4 separate regions of the Sus scrofa genome follow, and regions 1, 2 and 4 are each linked to region 3. Evidence: chromatin contacts called from public Hi-C and targeted proximity ligation data. All regions are on one chromosome and are shown on one strand. The core of a region is the stretch at or near the end of the contact, and the rest is flanking DNA. Distances in the headings are between cores, read along the strand shown. Region 1 has its middle 190 kb from the start of TRIB1. Region 2 has its middle 130 kb from the start of TRIB1. Region 3 overlaps NSMCE2 (E3 SUMO-protein ligase NSE2). Region 4 has its middle 71 kb from the start of TRIB1.

Region 1 (2,700 bases), core at 38-2,537, 380 kb after region 3:
TGTGATGATTAATCTCTGGGTCACCCATTATTTCCTGGTGGGCTTTCCAGCCCTTTTATCCCCTGTGTAACTCATTTGCCATTTAATTTCTCCCTGTTCCAAATACTTAGGGTGGTTTCTGTTCTCTCGGGTGGACTTTGATTGAGACATTCAAACTTTTGTTGGCTTTACCTTATAAGAGCCAGCAATAAAGCTGATGCTGATAATGTGGATGATTATAACCTCTTACCTGGGAATATAATCTTACATGTTAAAAAGCTTTCACTCGGGTTCTATAATCTGAGTCTCATAATGACAGTGTGACGTAAGAAAGGCATTTATCATTAATTCCACTTTACAGAAGAGGAAGTGCTCTCACTGAGCTCACACAGCTGGGGAGTCTTGATAGAGCTGGAACCAGAATGCAAGGCTTTTGATTTCCCATCTAGCCTCTGTCTTTCTGCCTTTCATCTTCATCCCACTCACCCCACTGGAATGGTGGCTTAATGCTGGTCCTTTAGGATGGTGTTTTCTAAAGTGTGGGGCACAAGCCATCAGTCAAGAGTGTGTTAATTATCTCTTGCTGTGTAACAAATGACCCCTACACTTTGTGCTTTAAAACAGCGTCATGCATTATTTTGGAAATGGTCCATGCATTCATCGATGCTTCCTCCACCCCACATTTTCTGCGCTAATTGTTCACCCAGAACATGAGGAGTGGTTCAGCCTAGGAGGGCTTTGAGGTTGTACGTTCCAACGATTTGAGCTGGGGTCTGGCTGTGGTGATCATACCATGCATAGGCTGGTTGATGTTCGTACCAAAGATGCAGCCTTCTGCCCTCGGCAGACCAGGCAAAAAGGCAGCCTCTAACAAGGTCAAGAGGATGAAGCCTAAACTTATTTGTGTTAAACTCATTAAATAGGAGGGACCATGGTGTCTTTCTCTCCATCTATATTCTTCACCCAACATGGCATGTTCAACATCACCCTGGAAGGCAAGGAAGATCCCTGTACTGTAGGAACTTAAAATGCCATTAGGAAGAAAATCATTCTATGTTCCTAAGTTCCCAGGGACCACAGGTTGGGAGCAGGGGCGGGGCCGCCATATCTATCACACCCATCACTTTGTCATTGTCAATAAATATTTAGATTTACCCAATCTCACTTTGTACTAGTCTTATACTCCATGGTCAAGGAGTCCCTGCCAAGTTCTCACCTCAGTTATTTCTGGAAGTCCCAAGAGATAGGTCACATGTACACACGGACTCTGTCCTCTGGCTCCCACATGGTGTTTACTCTTCCCTCTCTCAGCTCCCGCTTTCTGCTCTGATGCTCACAGGAAGCTTTGGGGCCTCTTGCCAAGGCCGGTGTGGCTGCTATCTGTGCCCAGGCTGCTGCTCCCTCCAGCGTCTCTGTGCTGGCCCCAGGAGAATGGCTGTCTCTGTCTGCATCTTGTCTCCAAGACAAGGCCACCTTGCTTCTCAATAGACAAAGCGATTTTACTGGAATAATTCCAATTTTTGTTTTCTTCTGTTTCAGCCTCTCTGCTTGCAGGTTCTGGGTCAAGCTCTGAGGTGTAAAGGGGCATATTGAGAAACTTCTGAGCCCTTGCACTCAAGTTGTTCCTCTGTTGTCTGCACTAGAACAGGGCCTTAATCCTGTTCCCTTAGGGTGATGTTTATTAAAGTATTGGGGACAAACTGCTGGTGTGTTTGTTATCTACTGCTGTGTAACAAATTACTCCTATACTTAGTGGCTTAAAACCACATCATTTAGCATCTCTTGGCTTTTCTGGGTCAGCAATCCAGGAGAGGCTCAGCTGGGTCCTCTGTTCTGGGACTCTCACATAGCGGAAGTCATCTCAAGGCTTGACTGGGAAGGATCTGCTCTCCAGTTGGCGCCTACGGAGGCGCCTAAGCAGGACTTAGTTTCTTACTGGCTGTTGCACTGAGCGCCTCAGTTCCTCAGGAACTGCTGGCAGGGGGCCCTCCTTGGTTCTTGCCACACTGACCCTTCCATAGAGCATCCCACAACATGGCACTGGGTTCGTCATAAATGAGCAAGTGAGAGGGCAAGAGAGAATGCAAATGAGACAGGAGTCACAGGCTCTTGCGGCCTTGTCTTGGAATTGACCTCTCATCACTTTTGCACATTCTGTTAGTTAGAAACAAGTGAATGGTTCAGCCCACACTCAGGAGGGCATTTCGCAAGAGTGGAATAACAGGAGATGAGAAGTAAGCGACCATGTTAGACGAGCCCACATGGCAAGGAAGTGGGGGGCGGCCTCTGGGACAGCCTCCAGCTGGCAGCCAGCATGAAGCCAGGATCTTTAGTGAGAGAGCCACCGGAAGTGAATTCTGCCAATGATATTCATGAGCTTGGAAGTTGATCCTTTCCCAGCTGAGTCTCTAGATGAGAATGCTGCCCAACACCCCTGGACCTGGTGAGGCCCTAAGCAGAGAACCCACTTAAGCTACGCCTGAACTCCTGACTCACGGAAACTGCGAGGGAATGAGTATGTGTTGTTTTTAGTCTCTAAGCTTGTGGTAACGTGTTGCACAGCAATCGATAAAAGCTAATACACCCACTCTAAGACACATGTGAAAATCTAGAAAACATTTCAGAGCACAGCAAATTTGACGGTATACTTTTGTTGAACAATTGTTGTTAGGTTCTAAATATTTTTGAAATCTTCAGAAGGACAACACTCTCCAACACAAT
Region 2 (2,700 bases), core at 32-2,531, 320 kb after region 3:
AGGGAGAGCGCAAGCATCTTACAGCCAAGTAGCTCTGGGCCTCATCCCCGCCCCCAACCCCGCCACCCCTGGCCCCAGAAAATGTAGCTCGAAACTGCATCCCTCTCGGTGTTGTAAGGATTGACCAGGATCGTATGTATCCAAAAGCCCGGTAGACCCTAGGCCCTTCCCAAACAGAGTGACTGTCCTCTGGCTATGTCTGGGGACAGTTCTGTGGCCCCGAGATTCACTGCACATGTTGCAGGTATCCTAACAGGAGGGGCCCTGCTGGAAATTTAACTTGGGCACAATCTCATTCTCTCCTTTAGCAGGGAAGTTGCCAGATCCATCAGGGGACACACAAGAGAAGAAAGGCTGCAAGGCCAGCTGCCCTGAGCAGGCAGGTACACAGCAAGCAGCACTCACGCTCTTGAGAGGAGGATAAGATGTTTCCCTTTTTGGAAATTTCAAAGAGGGAAGGTCTTTCCTGCAGTGCTCACGAGGCAGGGAGAAAGGGATTTGAGAGGATGGAAAACAGAATCAGTCCTGATTTAGTTTTCCTGCTGTCTCTTTTTTTTTTTTTTTTTTTTTTGTCTTTTTGCCTTTTCTAGGGCCACACCCGCGGCATATGGAGGTTCCCAGGCTAGGGGTCTAATGGGAGCTGTAGCCACTGGCCTACGCCACAGCCACAGACACTTGGGATCCAAGCCGCATCTGCAACCTACACCACAGCTCATGGCAGTGCTAGATCCTTAACCACTGAGCAAGGCCAGGGATCGAACCCGCAACCCCATGGTTCCTAGTCGGATTCGTTAACCACTGAGCCATGACGGGAACTCCGCGGCTGTCTTCTTATAACCTGGGAAATAGCCGAGTGTGAGAAAAATGAATTAGGAGAATTGTACTGTGGGAGTTCTCCATGGGGCCCCCAACTGCAGGTCGCGGACTTGGTTTTGACATTTGTCCAGATCCAAGAACTCACATAGGCATGATTTCAACAGTGACACGATGTGGTGGTAAGAATTCGTGGTGGCTGTAACCTGAAGGGACTCCAGCTCCTCTGTGACCGGTGAACGGGAGCCCTCATTTCTGTTTTCACTGGGCCTGTGTCCGAGGCTTTGGGACAATTCATTGGGCAGGGAGGAGACCTCCTGAGGGAGATGCTGGACTTTCTGCTTGTAATGTTGATGTGCGCTTAAGAGACTAATTGGAAAATTCAGTGGAGTGTGGCCATATCTGTGCTCTGAGTTTATGGAGCCGTTCATACCAGTTCCACGAATCATCCCAGAGGGCGTGGTGACATGCTGAGAGAGAGTTGGCCCTAGGTAACTTTTGTTTTTAGGATATGGGATGAATAGCTCTTTGAGAGTCTAGCAGGGGCTAGTCTGCTTCCTGGGAAAGGAGGTGGAAAAGGTAGGGTTGGGGTCCAGTCCGAAGCCTGGTTACCTCAGCTCACAGGGTCTGTCAGAGGCAATAGTGGGGGAAGTGGTAAGTACAGGTGACTTCTGGGCCGCCTGGCCAAGGGGTCTAGAGTGAGGCTAACCGCGGACTGAGGGGCCTGAGCCTTGTCGCCTGAGGGCTGGTTCTGCTTCCAAGATGGCGCGCACCCGGGCCTCTGGGCCCCGTCAGCCCTCGAAGGCCTCATCCACCATCCGTTCTCAAAAAACAGCCAGCGCGGCAGCTCCGGGTGGCCAGGATTGCGACACCAAATGTGTTTGTTCCCGTGTTTGTGAAATACCTCAGAGGCACCGTTCCAGTCCCACCTGACTAGTTTTCTGATTTGCCACATGGCCCTGGCTCCATCTGCCAATCCTCAACCGGGGCTGACTGGTCAGAGAGTTTGAGGTGTGGGTTCAGAGCATAAGCGACCTCATTCCTGTCTTCCTGAGTGAGGAGATTTTTGCCTGCCTGAAACTTCTGAACATCACTGGTTGGGCTTGGAGGCAGTGCTGGGGCCCTGGGGTGATGGTGTGACCTTGGGCCAGTCAACCTCTCAGAACCTTTTGTCCCTTTTAATGCATGAAGAGGATAATAATTCCTATCTTGCAGGATTGTGACCCATAAGAGTATCACCCGATGAAAAGTCGGGATACCAGCTCACTCACCGGGCTTCCTGCCCCTAAAGGTCGCCGAAAGCACAGTTGACCTCAAATTTCTGAGTTGTTAAAATTCAATCTTGCATTTAATTCTTGCAAATGAATTACTGTCAGCATTTGACTGAGAGCAGGAAGAAGAGGCCTGGCTAATATGTAACATCATGGGAACTCAGAAGCCCTGGAAATTGGCTCAAGAACATGGCAGCAGGACGACTCAGCCCAAGAAATGGGGCTGCAGGGGACATTTGACCTAACGCATCATGTCATTCATCAGCCTCCTTCCGCCAAGGGGAAAAAGCTGAAGTTGGGGAGGGGACGGGCTAAGAATTACTGGGCTTCTGTTGTATGCCGATCACTGAGACAGTAAGAGAGGAGTTTGGCATATATTTTCTCATCTCCTGAAAAGGAAGCGGCATTACCTCCAAATAACAATCACTCATTTAATAAATATTTAGTGAGTGGTTATTATGTACTAGGTATTGCTCTTGGAACTAGAACAGGTGAGAAAACAGAGTGGTGATACGGTTTTCTCAAAGTCACCCAGCTCCTATGTGGCAGATCAAGATAAGAGCCCATCTTTTCTGAAGCTTATTCCATGGTTGTTTTCATTCCGAAATGCTGCACA
Region 3 (2,700 bases), core at 28-2,527:
CATGTGCATTTGGAATAAAAATAGCATATTCTGAAAAACTGAAATTTTTTTTTTTTTAGATCAGTCGGTTATTAGCCATGCATCTCTCACCACCAATATATTTTTTTTCTAGTATAGTTGATTTACATTGTTGTGTTAGTTTCAGGTATATAGCAAAGTGATTGAGTTATATGTGTGTGTGTGTGTGTGTGTGTGTATACACATATAAATACATGTTTTCTAGATTCTTTTCCATTATAGGCTATTACAAGATACTGAATATAGTTCCCTGTGCTATACAGTAAGTCCTTGTTTGTTTTATATATAATAGTATGTATCTGTTAATCCCCAAATCCTGGTTTATCCCTCTCCCACCCCCTTTCCCCTTTGGTAGCCATAAGTTTGTTTTCTATGTCTGTGAGTCTGTTTCTGTTTTGTAAATAAGTTTATTTGTATCTTTTTTTAGAGTCTACATATAAGTGATATCATATGATATTCGGCTTTGACTTACTTTACTTAGTGTGATAATCTTTAGGTCCATCCATGTTGCTGCAAATAGCACTATTTCATTCTTTTTTGTGGCTGAACTGTATTCTCTTGTATATGTACACCCCACTTTTGTCATCCATTCATCTATAAATGGACACTTAGGTTGCTTCCATGTCTTGGCTTGTAAATTGTGCTGCTGTGAACATTGGGGTGCATGTATCTTTTCAAATTAGAACAGGCATTATTTTTTAAACACCTGTTGAGTGTTCACATTACCAGGCTAACTGTTCACTATACTTGATACTGTGCAATGATTCTATTTGGTATCTATAGCCCACATTTCCTGCTGTTTTTGCTAGATACTTTTTAAAGCACTTTACTTCCCTGTGGCCGCACTATCAGAGAAACATGGGTCGTTGTGACTCTTAACACAGAGCCACATAAAATCCGTGAACAACAGTCCACTAGAGTTTCACGGCACAAACTTTTAAATGAATCATTAATAGTATCCTCTCTATGTCGTTGCTCTTTGGGGTCTGGAGGGGCGGATAGACAGAAGGAGTTGAAAGAATAGCCTAAGATGCATTTCGTGTTTGCAGTGTTCCAAAGCCTGGATATAAATAATAGATGAGCATTTCTACTTAACTTATCTGGCTAGATTCCTGTGCCTAATGGCTGCATATATACCATAAACAGTGTGAAGAAGCAGCCATGGAAACACTTGTTTTCTTGTTGGGCTAAATTTACTCTGGGTTGAATATTAACACAGTGCCTGGCAGTACTTTAAAAGCAAAAATAGCTTAAGCGTGACTCACTCTGAGTCATTTACTGCTAGTGTGGCTATACTGCCTAGAGCTTGACATTGAACAAGTTGGCAGCCTGTATTGCTACATTTTTTCTAGGAACTCTGAACACATTTCATTCTTGTGAATTCGCTTGTGCAAGATATTAAATAGAGTAATATGTTTATTTTGTTTCAAAGTCAAATGAATTTGAGAATGGTGAAACTAAAGTATTTTTCTTGGGCTTTCTGGAAAAGCCAGATTCTCAGAATTCTGCTGTGGTTAAAAGACTTTATTTTATAAAGAATTAATAAAATGTCATGGAGCTTATGTTTTTAGATGCCTACATTTTTCTGATTGAAAACCTCAGATTGCCCTGAAAATCATCACAAAAAGCAAGCCTAGGTCGTACCACCATGTAGATTCATTAATTTTCTGACATTACCTGAGTTAGATGGATTGTGTCATTCAGGACACTCTTTCTTTTACTTTTCCTTACTTCTTCTTTAAAAAAAAAAAAAAAAAAAAAAAAAACCAACAAAAAACCACGATGAGGCATGCAGTGAAGCCTGCCTTATAGTTTAGTCGGGTATGTGACTGTAAACTTCTCTCTTGGTATTAAAGGTTATATAATGGGAAGTTCATTGGTTTTTGAAAGGCGGACCAAACCCACCCACGGGATTTCTATTGGCCCTTTAAATGTATTGCGTGCCTTTCCCTGGGCAACCCGCGTGGTTGAGGAAGGAGGGAGTTGCTGGTTGGCTGACTGCGGGAAAGCCTCTGAAGGTTCAGTTGCTCTCATGTGGGCTCGGGTCAGGAACGGCTGGGAATCTAAAACGATATCGATGAAGATGGTTTTCCCTTGATGTTGCAATCTTTACCATGTTTTTGTGTTTAGTTTCTGGAGTTGCCTAACAGTATAATTTCAATCAAGGCTTAGTTTCAGCTCTTTTATTATAAACTGTGGGGAACAGGATTTTTTTTTTTTTCTCCTCCTTAAAGGCGCTATCATTTTGCCTCAGGAGTTCTATGATTTGTATAGAAAGACAGCCTGAAACCAAAATGAGCCTAAGCTAATGCTAGATGTTGTTTTGAAATTGTTTTACCATAAAATTCTTGCATTAGGAGATGTAACTCAGGCAGAGAATTTCAACATAGTTGCATAAATTGTGTTTCATATTACAACTTGTTCTCTACTTGACTTCATTGAAATTAATAAAAGGACTCTTTCAGAAGGATCTGGTGAGTTAGCATCATTGTTTAAAAAAAAAAAAAAAGGAAAGAACTTACTCATAATGTATCCTGTGTTGCTAAGTTTTCAAAGCTAGCTATCTCAGCCACACCCAGAAAGCCCTTTCAGAGGACTGAAATCCACTTACTCATTTATGCTGGCTTAGAATTTTCTTCCCAGTAAAGGAAAAAAAGTAAAAGAGCTGAGATCGAGCTGAAA
Region 4 (2,700 bases), core at 20-2,519, 260 kb after region 3:
TACAGACATAGGGTCTGTTGTGCTGTGAAGGAAAATGAAGTGAGAACATGGAGAGGCACTAAGGTACTGATTCGGACTTAGAATCCTGAGGGATCTGGGGCAAAGGCAGGGGTAACAGGTGGTGCAAAGGCCCTGAGGTGGGAGGAAGAGAGGAGGGTGGGGGGAGAGTCAGGGAGAGGGAAAGAGGAAGAGCGGGGAGGAGACTGGAAGAGGAGAGAGAGAGAGAAGTGGTAAGACCAGAGAATTCACGAGTTTCCCCTGTGGTTCAGTGGGTTAAGAACCTGACTAGTATCCATGAGGATGTGGGTTCAATCTCTGCAGTGGGTTCAGACTCCGGCAGTTGCTGTGAGCTGCGGTGTGGATTGCAGATGCGGCTCGGATCCCGTGTTGCTGTGGCGTAGGCTGGCGGCTGCAGCTCAGATTCAACCCTCAGTCTGGGAACTGCCATATGCTGCAGGTGCGGCCCCTAAAAAAGAAAAAACAACAAACAAACAAACAAACAAGCAAAAAACCCCAGAGAATTCAGAGAGGTAATGAGGAAATGAAGAGGCCTGATCGTGGAAGGCTTTGTAGGCCAAGGGAAAGTTGAAGTTCAGCAACTCCTTCTATGCAACGTGATGGCTCGCCCTAGGTAACTAGTTTTCAACTCTAAAATGTCAGCTTTTGAAAAGCACCCACACCCAGGCCCACCCAGGATCTCTGGAGATGGGGCCTGAGCATCCATGTGGTGACAACTCTCTCCAACCCCCATCATATCTAACTGCTGGTGGCTAGAGAGGAGGAACACTGGACCGGAAGGGCCTCCTTCCAGCAGGAGGCACCCCCAGTGGGACACCACCCTCCCTCTTGTCCCTCTCAGTGTTCTCTGTAGGCTCAGACCAGCATCAGCCTCTGCCAGCAGCCTGCCTTCCCGTCGAACATCCAAATCTGCAGGAAGAGCTGATCAGCCGTGTCCGGGGCCTCCTTGCTGGCCACAGACCCTGGGACCAGAGGGCACAGGGCCGCGGCCACCCTTGGCCTTGGGAGATTTTGTTTACGGAGCACATTTCACTTCTACAGAGGCCCACAGCTGCGATCTTGCCTCATCACAGTTGCCAACTGTGGGGGGGCGGCCTTCACCCCCCGCCTGCTAGTTTCTCAAGTTCCTCTTTTGGGCATGTGCCTGTCCCTCCGAGTTCCCGTGGCTGCGTGGAAGTGGACTGAGGCCCAGAGGGTGACTAAGAGGGGAAGCCCCTGCGCCGAGGCTCCCAGCGGCTCCTGCATTGCGTAAGGGCTATTTTTGAGGCGATTGCAGACGATCTGATGAATCATAGCAAACACACATGGCTCTGGCGGTGGGGACAATCCTTCCTCATGAAGCTGTGGAAAGTGGAGCTTCTCAAAATGAATCAGCAGCAGCAGAACCCTGGGTCTGTGGGAGGTGGATGAGGGTGCAAATTACACATTTCCACAGTATTGGGGTGCGGCCTCTGGGAGCAGGGGCTGCGGGGACCCGAGCTTGTGGTTTCCTCCATGACTCAAAGGGCCTCCCTCACCCACTTGAGCCTGCCACTGGAACCGAGTGACCTTCCATCATGGAACAAAGTCCCTAGCACTTGCCGAGGAGTTGAAGATTGGAGAAAATCTGCAGGGGCACAGCTAGTGTAGATGCTTGGCCGTGACACACGCACAGGCTTTGAATCCAGAAACCCAGGAGGCCTCCCTTGAGTGGGGAGCCCGTGTGAGAAATTCTTGACCATGAGGAGAAGGCTCAAACAATTCCTCGGAGGGAGATGGGGAGGCCCTCCCTGCTCCCCCAAGCTCAGACTGGTGTGAACGGAAGGGCAGAGCTGTGTGGTGGTTGGGGCCTCAGACTATGGGATTAGACAATACTGGGTTTAGGGTCCAATTCCAATATGGCGACTCGGCACATGGGCCCAAGATATAGCTGAGTCTCCAGTTTTCTCATTTGTAAAATCAGGAAATATCTGCCTGGGAAGACTGTCATTAAGGACCCAGGAGGATTGCATGAGGCAGCAGGATATAGATGCTAAGAATCAGACTTTACAGCTTGAAGTTTAACTCCTTGTTCTGTGGCTCATTAGCTGTGTGTCCTTAAGCAGGTGACTTAACTGTCCTGTGCCCCAGCTTTCTCATCTTTAAAAGGGAATTATATTATAGCACCTTCCTCATGGAGTTGATAAATAAGCTAATATATATATATAATTGAAAGAAGGTGGCCCAGTATGTAAGTAAGAGTTCTTAATAAATGCTAGTATTGTTATATAAAGTAATTGTTATAGCATTGTCATAGATTTATTACAGACAGAGCACACAAAAATGTAGTTATTATTCATTGTTATCATTAAATTTTTTTTTTTTTTTTTTTAGAGAACTGGAGTGGATTTGGATAAAAGCTGAGGCCTGAAGGGGCATCAGAGAAAGGAAAATCTGAAGTCAGGAACAAGCAACACTCAGATTTGTATGGAACCACAGGGGACTCTGAATAGTCAACGCAATCTTGAGAAAGAAGAACAAAGATGGATACATCATGATCCCTGATCTAAAGCTATATTATAAAGCTATAATAACTAAAACAGTATGACAGGAGTTCCCATTGTGGCTCAGTGGTAACAAACCTGACTGGTATCTGTGAAGATGCGGGTTCCATCCCTGACCTCACTTGGTGCATTAAGGATCCTGGGTTGCTGTGAGATGTGA

What was found. Hi-C and Micro-C count contacts between places; a contact is called where the count stands out from the background.
Region 1: a targeted proximity ligation map of alveolar macrophages shows a contact between it and region 3. A contact is called at or near these places in 15 of 47 Hi-C or Micro-C datasets (adipocytes, alveolar macrophages, embryonic fibroblasts and 9 more) and 2 of 2 datasets of targeted methods (alveolar macrophages and skeletal muscle).
Region 2: a Hi-C map of liver shows a contact between it and region 3, with 1.6 times the contacts expected there. A contact is called at or near these places in 2 of 47 Hi-C or Micro-C datasets (liver and skeletal muscle) and 1 of 2 datasets of targeted methods (alveolar macrophages).
Region 4: a contact with region 3 is called in a targeted proximity ligation map of alveolar macrophages. A contact is called at or near these places in 3 of 47 Hi-C or Micro-C datasets (psoas muscle and skeletal muscle) and 2 of 2 datasets of targeted methods (alveolar macrophages and skeletal muscle).

The regions. Positions count from the first base shown.
Region 1 is chr4:14,111,523-14,114,222 of Sscrofa11.1, reverse strand. No RefSeq gene overlaps it. Among named protein-coding and RNA genes, the nearest start is that of TRIB1, 190 kb to the left of the region's middle.
Region 2 is chr4:14,165,317-14,168,016 of Sscrofa11.1, reverse strand. No RefSeq gene overlaps it. Among named protein-coding and RNA genes, the nearest start is that of TRIB1, 130 kb to the left of the region's middle.
Region 3 is chr4:14,488,843-14,491,542 of Sscrofa11.1, reverse strand. The region is part of intron 4 of NSMCE2 (E3 SUMO-protein ligase NSE2); the gene reads left to right. Among named protein-coding and RNA genes, the nearest start is that of WASHC5, 110 kb to the left of the region's middle.
Region 4 is chr4:14,226,045-14,228,744 of Sscrofa11.1, reverse strand. No RefSeq gene overlaps it. Among named protein-coding and RNA genes, the nearest start is that of TRIB1, 71 kb to the left of the region's middle.